Regions from separate parts of the Salmo salar genome. Here region 2 is linked to region 1. Evidence: chromatin contacts called from public Hi-C data. All regions are on one chromosome and are shown on one strand. The core of a region is the stretch at or near the end of the contact, and the rest is flanking DNA. Distances in the headings are between cores, read along the strand shown.

The links. Hi-C and Micro-C count contacts between places; a contact is called where the count stands out from the background.
Region 2: a Hi-C map of blood shows a contact between it and region 1, with 2.3 times the contacts expected there. The contact joins the promoter of LOC106613190 here to the enhancer-like site in region 1. A contact is called at or near these places in 3 of 3 Hi-C or Micro-C datasets (blood, gill and muscle).

The regions. Positions count from the first base shown.
Region 1 is chrssa09:145,441,837-145,445,949 of Ssal_v3.1, reverse strand. It overlaps stim1 (stromal interaction molecule 1), which reads left to right. Exons shown (of 11, transcript NM_001173850.1): 7 at 3,678-3,855. Among protein-coding and RNA genes, the nearest start is that of stim1, 38 kb to the left of the region's middle. Within about 2 kb of position 2,834, at least 3 of the 13 cell types and tissues checked have an H3K27ac peak or open chromatin away from gene starts, as enhancers often do.
Region 2 is chrssa09:145,482,894-145,487,197 of Ssal_v3.1, reverse strand. LOC106613190 (rho-related GTP-binding protein RhoG) reads right to left here and starts at 1,403. Exons shown (of 2, transcript XM_014215203.2): 1 at 1,135-1,403; 2 at 1-22. It also overlaps a transcript of stim1 not described here.

The DNA.
Region 1 (4,113 bases), core at 1,585-4,084:
GGTTAAGCAGGAAACACGCAGCAGTTGGTTCCTGACAGCTATCTCACAGTGACATACTTCTGCATGCTGTAACAACCTCTAGTCCCCAGGGGCTGCTGCTGTATCAGTGGTTGGTAGACACACCAGTTTCCCCCGTTTTTGTTTTCCTACTGGAAATGTATGGCATTCTGTTGGTCATTCCCTGTCAGACTGGCCCTGGGGCTTGGGAGAACCTGCTCATGTCGTGTCACCACCAGATGGTTCCTGGGAATCGTACCAGTGGGTTAGCCCTGGGGAGGGAAGGAGAACCTGATGTCTCACATTCTGGGGCTGCAGTGTGTGTGTGTGTGTGTGTGTGTGTGTGTGTGTGTGTGTGTGTGTGTGTGTGTGTGTGTGTGTGTGTGTGTGTGTGTGTGTGTGTGTGTTTCACTATACTTGTGGGGACCAGAAGTCTTCACAAGAATAGTCAACAAACAACAATTTGGGAAAATAAGATGTTGAATGGGACTGAATTGTGTGTCCCCACAAGGTTACTTATACAAGACTGTCTTTTTTTGCCTGATTCCGTTTTCTCAGTATTTCCCCAGTTTTTATTTTTTTAATCTTTTTTTTCTGGTTTTGCCTCTCAAAATCACACTTAACAAAATTGGATGTTCTATTTTTATTTTTTTATTTTTCTAACTCTACAACAATGCTTAAACCACATCAGGAGACAAGAATCCCTGGTCAGATTATGTAAGGAAACCAGAATATGAATGTGCCCTAGGCCTTCCTCTGGCCTTGAAGTTCTGTCTGCTCTGCTCTCCATACTAGAGAAAGAAGAGGACACTGTGCAGGGGGGAAGAAAGAGTCGGGGGGAGAAGAGGTGGGGGTGTTAGGGGAAAGGGGGGGATTTGGGTTGTTTTATAGGAAGGTTGCAGCAGGATAAGGGAGCGTTAGGGGTCTGTGTCTGGCATGTTTCATTGTGCGTGTGTTTAGTGAAGAGTCTCAGCTGGAGGAAGAGAAGAGGTCGTCTGGAGATGACAGCCCGAGCCTGAAGCCACAGGTCCTGCTGATAGTCCCACAGACTGGCTGTGCACGGCAGCAGCACTTTAAGACACATTTCACAATGGGCCCCATCAAAAATGGACACTTCTCCTTGTCTTAATGGCTGACGCATTTACCAAAGTGGACCCATTCCACAGCCCTTTTTCACAACCTATTACATGCAACTGGACTGTTTACCTGACGGAGAACCGAGAAAGACCGGTTTGAGCCAAGTTGTTCCCAGTCTAATGGTCAGTTAGACATGTCACTTTGGACTTTCTAGCCAACATTCCTGCTAATCAGCGACGTGTTTTCAGACAAAGAAAAAGCTAATGGATTGTGTTAGCTAGAGGAAAAGACCTACGGGTATCTGCCAAAAATTCCATCATTTGGTGTTTTGTTGTTGATGGTGGTGGAAAACTCTGTCTCAGGCGTGCTCCAGAATCTCCCATAAGTGTTCAATTGTGTTGAGATCTGGTGACAGACACACACACACCTTAATGAGACCAGTCTTTCAAAGTCACTGAGATCTCTTCTAGCCATAGTAGCCAAAATAATGGGAACTGGGCATTTATATACATGACCCTAAGCATGATGTAATGTTAACTGCTTATTTAACTCTTGGAACCACACTTGCTTTCAATATACTTTGTATCCCTCATTTACTGAAGGGTTTCCTTATTCTGGTACTTACCCGTTTAATTCTGGCAGTTGCCCGTTTAATTCTGGCAGTTGCCCGTTTTATTCTGGCAGTTGCCCGTTTTATTCTGGCAGTTGCCCGTTTTATTCTGGCCGTTACCTGTGCCTGTTTGTGTGTGTTGAACTGGTTGTATTCAACCACCAGTAATTGAACTGTAGCAACAGAAGATGCAAATGATTTAGTTGAGGATGTCCATAGGGATCAGATATTTCTCTGCAGTGTCTGGCCTTCCACAGATGAAGAGTTGGATTCTGATGCTGCAGACCCAAACAAATTGATAGCGAAGATGCTGAAATTCAATATCATGACAGCAATGCGAGAGGGAGTTGTTTTCCTGCGGGAAGGAACGGATGATTGGCCTGATGTATATTAGATAATAATAATATTAGAAACCATGTTATTTCTCCTGTGTGTTGGACATAAGACTGTAAAATCAACAGCAAATCAGCATAGTGATTTTTAATTTAGGAAAATCTGTTCCCAAGTATTCCCATGAATAAATAGAGGAAAATGTGATCGTATCCCATTGTAATCAAGGTTTGAAATTGTTCAGTTTTGATCAAATACTATATCTGTTTGGGATTATAGTGGTAAATGTACAAATGATTTAGAACTATGTTCCGGCCCCCGAACATCCGCTCAAGGAAAGATCGGCCCAGGGCTGAGTGTAATTGGGGACCCCTGCCCTAGAGCTTTATAAGGGAAAGGGCTTGGCCACCGTCATGTGGTTCACCTTGTTGATGTAACGCTGGTCTGACACCAGTCTAGTCATAAATGTTCTTCACTATCCGGCCAAGTTCTGCTGTTAATGGCCAACTGTGTTTGTACTGGATTGTGTAGACAAGGCTACAAGAGCCCACACACACAGCTCTTGACTGATGACCGAGGGAAAGAAAACATTGCCGTCCTAATGAGCACATAACCATGCATCATTACTCTACATCAATAACCTATGTCGGTGACATGAAAGGAAGCCTTGTGTCAGTGTGGAGGTTGTTTTTCTGTGAGGCGAAGGGAGGTCTTTTGTTCCTTGTCAATAACAGCCAGCCGAGAGAGCTTAGTGCGTAAGGCTTGTTTGTAAGTTGGCACGCCCTCTATGCGCCTGTATAGAGAGATGCCAGGCCCAGGCTTTAGCTCACACTCCACTTCCTCTTTTGTTTCACTCCAGGACATAAGTGCTGTGCTTGCTAAGAGGTCATGCTATGTGTTAGCTCAGATCTTGTCCCTTTACAGGCCCTACGACGGCTCGGCTTTCACAGCTTTAAGAGAATGGGCTTTGCAGTCTTCATCTCTCTGTGCTTTAAGGATGATTGATGGATCACGTCTAAGGCCTCTTGGCTGATTTTACATGAGGGTTAGTTGCTGCCTGCCTGGTTGGCGTGCTGGCAGTGACTGTGAGGAATGGGACTGTTCTGAATCCATTAGGATGGCAACATTATGACAGAGGACATTCACACCTCTCTACACGGGCCGAACCGTTCGCCCCCAGAGGACAGGAAGGGTTAAGACCGAGGTTGCTGGGGCTTTGATTCGTCGCCTCTCATGTAAATAGTGCGTTAATCTGCCTTTACCTTGGTCTTTTAGCCTGGTGCCTCCTCAACGCAACCCAACAACTACCGCACATCTCTCTTGGAGAGACCTCGCCACAGTACCATGACTTGAGTTCATTCAGTTTCACACACTTTCACAACATTAGTTCACCACCAATGAATTTTGCTGGATGAAGGGACAATCCGAAAACAATATGTACTCTTTTTATGTCTCCGCATCCAGTATGAAGGAGGTTAAAGAGTTTTGCGAGCCAATGCTAAATAGCTTTAGCGCAATGTTGGAAGCCTATGGTATCTGCTAGCATACTAGCTGTTACCATAAACTTACAATCTTTGCGCTAACGCTAGGGGAAGGACATAAAGGTCTTCATTGCCAAAATCCTGAAGTATACCTTTAACCTAACACTTTTCTCTCTCCCCAGTGAACACTCATAACCACCTGAAGGACTTCATGCTGGTGGTGTCCATAGTGATCGGCATTGGAGGCTGCTGGTTCGCCTACATCCAGAACCGCTACTCCAAGGACCACATGAAGAAGATGATGACTGACCTGGATGGCCTACAGAGGGCTGAGCAGAGCCTGCATGATCTGCAGAAGAAGTGAGTTTGTCTTTCCCTTCAGCCCATAGAAGTAGTGACTCTGAATGATGTCGTTATCCACTGGCTTGACGTCGTGGTGGCTTGACGTGTTCATTTAGTCAGGAATTGGCAGAGTAAACACGTTTTTCAGGTGTGTCATTTTGAAGCCACTCCATGATACAACAGAAACAGGAAGTGAAGGTTTAACTGGGCTGAAGCCATCAGTTGAGTTCCTCATTCAGAGCTCATTCTAGAGATTGTTGCAGTCATTATGCAAGA
Region 2 (4,304 bases), core at 154-2,653, 43 kb before region 1:
ACCCCTTCACTGTCTTAGACACCTGGACATGAGGAACACAGGGAGAAATGCACTTTAGGCTACAATGTTCAGATGCACTTTACACCAAAAGAGAGACACTGGCTAAGGCCCAACAAATTTAAACTGTTGAAAGTGAGGTTTGTGGTTTAAATTGCTCTCACACTTTATCGGGTACGAACATTACTCTCACACCCTCATTTACACAGTACAGTTCGACACTATTTATTTATATCCATCTTTGTTTAACTACTGGCTTTCATTTCAACTTGAACATCTGTGGGCCTACTTCATTTATAGTTACATTACATAAGGCCTGTGTTCCACATGAATTCAAGCGTGAACACTGAAACTACAAAATATGGGTGGAGACTGGAGAGTTTGAAATACATGCAGTAATTGTAATTCATTGTGAGAGAGGAGAGCTGGACTCTTCCCACTGCTCTCTGAGGGTGTTGGAGAAAATGAGAATATAGCTAAACCCAGTCTACAGGGACCCGAGCCTGGGAGCACTGAAATGTACTTCACTGTACACTGACTGGGGATAGTTCATCAAATCCAATAAACCTTTGTATGCCTACCACCACTGCTGCATACCATTGGCCTATCCACTGAATATCTATGATAGGTGAATTTCACTAATTCTAGGCCATCAACGAGGCCATAGCATTCTGATCGTGTACATTTCTCATTTCATTCACCTAGATTATTAAGAAAAGGGCTATGTGTTAATAAGGCCTAATAGTAACCCTGAAATTAGAAAAAGAGTTCAACATAAATTACAGTAAAGGTTTTTCACCATTATCATCATTTTACAGAGAAAGAGCTGACTATAGTGAGCAGAGCATGCTATAACTTTGAATGGGCTAAATTAAACACAAAATAACTGTCACAAATAAATATTGCAATTGTGGATTTTAACATTGCATGCCGTATCGTAGGCCTATAGAGTTTTGATATAGAATAGCGCCTACCAAAATTATAACGGCAGTTGGCTACCTCGCCTAATGGTGCGTCACCCAAGTGCTTCCGTAGGATTATGTGTTACAGCCTACATATCTATTATACAGTAGTAGTACATCATTTCAACAATTTGACAACAAAAACATGCAAAGGTTAAAAACAAGTCAGACTCACCAAACATACTATCTTTAATGGCAGGTTTTGTATGAACATATAGCCTACAATCTGTCCGAGAGCGTCAAAGCAGTCAAGCAAAGTGTTGCTGTAGTGGAGGAAGTGTGTGTGTTCGTTGAGAGGAAGCCGCTTGAGAAATAATGGCACTGTGAGGAAGTATATCGTCTCCCCTCCACGACAGCCTGCGCTATTGTTGTAAGTATACGTTGCTGGTAGAATATTAAACAGAATTTTTAAATAAAATTGTTACCCAATGAATTACCTTATTTGACATTCAAATGTACAGAATAGGAATAACCACATAGTTGTTAGAGGCCCAGTGCAGACAAAATTCAGTGTTTCCTGTGTTTGTATCATATGGTACAACAGCTGATGAAACTAACACTGTAGAAGTGGGAAGAAAAGGGATCAGTGTTATTCCTGATTGTTGCTGGTTGAAAATATAATCTACACAAGAACATCTAATCCTCAGGTTTGCAATGGGCGGGAGTTTTGGCTTGCCTGGTGACATCACCAGGCAGTAAATTGGTTAATAGACCAATAACAAAATAGCGTTCCAAACCTCTCTGACAATAACAGCTAGTTTTCAGTTTTCCCCTCCACACTCAGACCACTCCCAGACAGTCCTAGCAAAATTCTTGCTTGAGAAATATTATATTGCTAAAAAAGCTATTTTTGTAAATTTTAATGGAAAACTATTAAAGTATGGTATTTAATTGTTACCCAGAAATGATTTGATATTGATATAAACATGGCTGCATTGGGCCTTTAAACTGAGAATTTATGATTTAGCATTAGCTTATGATACAGTATATTATCAGATCAAGGTGTATCATACACCTTTATTATAAGAAGTTGGGATTTATCATGATAAGGCCTACTGGCTATCCCATTGTGGCTCAGATCTGTTCTGATGTGGGGCATCAGTTCCATCAGAAGATGCCCCCCATCTTTTCCCCCGTCAACACATCTCCTCTCCTCTTTTATTGCTAGTGTTGTGTAGCCTATAGCCTCAAGGTGGCATACTTGAGCTTAGTTGTGTGGGACTGATGAGTCGATAAGCTCCACTGTTCCTTTGTTCTGATAGCCTACATAGACTTAGATAGACACCACATTATTGTATCTGTCCTATTTTGAGAGCACAGGCAGCGCCATTGAGGCCATCTCCATTTTAAAGTAGACCATTTTCTTCTTTAATTACATTGAACAAATATATAAAATATAAATATAAACATTTCAAATATTTTACTGAGTTACAGTTCATATAAGGAAATCAGCCCATTTAAATAAATTCCATAGGCCCTAATCTATGGATTTCACACGACTGGGAATGCAGATATGCATCTGTTGGTCACAGATACCTTAAAAAAGGTGGGGGTGGATCAGAAAACCAGTCAGTATCTGGTGTGACCACCATTTGCCTCATGCAGCACAACACATCTCCTTGATCAGGCTGTTGATTGTGGCCTGTGGAATGTTGTCCCACTCCTCTTCAAGGGCTGTGTGAAGTTGCTGGATATTGCAGGGAACTTGAACACGCTGTTGTATACGTCAATCCAGAGCAGCCCAAACATGCTCAATGTGTGACTTGTCTAGTGAGTATGGAGACCATAGAAGAACTGGGACATTTTCAGCTACCAGGAATTGTGTACAGATCCTTGCGACATGGGGCAGTGCATTATAATGCTGAAACATGAGGTGATGGCGGCAGATGAATGGCACGACGATGGGCCTCAGGATCTCATCACGGTATGTCTGTACATTCAAATTGCCATCGATAAAATGTTATTGTATTTGTTGTCCGTAGCATATGTCTGACTATACCATAACCCCACCGCCACCATGGGGCACTCTGTTCACAGCGTTGACATCATCAAACCGCTTGCCCACACAACGCCATACAAGCTGTCTACAATCTGCAAGGTATTATTGAAACCGGGATTCATCCGTGAAGAATATACTTCTCGAGCGTGCCAGTAGCCATTGAAAATTAGCATTTGCCCACTGAACTGCAGTCAGGTCAAGATCCTGGTGAGGATGACGAGCACATACTTGAGCTTCCCTGAAGCGGTTTCTGACAGTTTGTGCAGAACTTCTTTGGTTGTGCAAACCCACAGTTTCATCAGTTGTCCAGGTGGCTGGTCTAAGATGATCCCACAGGTGAAGAAGCCAGATGTAAAGGTCCAGAGCTGGCGTGGTTACACGTGGTCTGCGGTTGTGAGGCCAGTTGAACATACAGCCAAATTCTCTAAAACAACGTTGGAGGTGGCTTATGGAAGAGAAATTAACATTTAATTCTCTGGCAACAACTCTGGTGAACATTCCTGCAGTCAGCATGCCAATTGCACGCTCCCTCAAAACTTGAGACATCTGTGACATTGTGTTGTGTGACAAAACTGCACATTTTAGAGTGGCCTTTTATTGTCCACCAGCACAAGGTGCACCTGTGTAATGATCATGCTGTTTAATCAGCTTCTGTGCAACACCTGTCAGGTGGAAGGATTATCTTGGTAAAGGAGAAATGCTCACTAACGGGTGTAAATACATTCCTGCACAAAACTGTTTTTCTTTGTATCGAACATTTCTGGGATCTTTTATTTCAACTCATGAAACATGGGACCAACACTTTACATGTTGAGCTTATATTTTTGTCATTTGCACTTGTATGAGTTGGCAAACAAACTGAATGGGTGCACACTGCCACCTAGAGTGTGTTGTTTGAACAGGTAAAAATCCAAAGTTGGCGATTTACTGCCGCAGGTATGGAATGTTTCCTTACAAGTATAATTCATTGCCTGATCCTTCCTGGTGACCTGGATGGAATTATGTGATCATTCCTTAACCCATACGAAGTCCCACCCAGTGACTACTTCAAAATTGTGAAAGTCCTCAATGGCTATGACCGTGCTAAAATATCTTTAGGGCGCTAGAGTTCTCTATCTATCTCTATGCCTCAAAAATCTAAACGATTTATTTGTGTGTGAGGCCAGCTTGGGCAACAGCTAGCAACAGTAGGAGATTTCCATAAAAAAAAAAAAAGTCCTGCGTTGATATTGCTACAAACGTAGCATACAAATGATCGGTATTAATTTAGATAAAATATATTTAATTTAACTAGGCAAGTCAGATAAAAACAAATTCCAATGACGGCCTACAGGGGAACAGTGGGT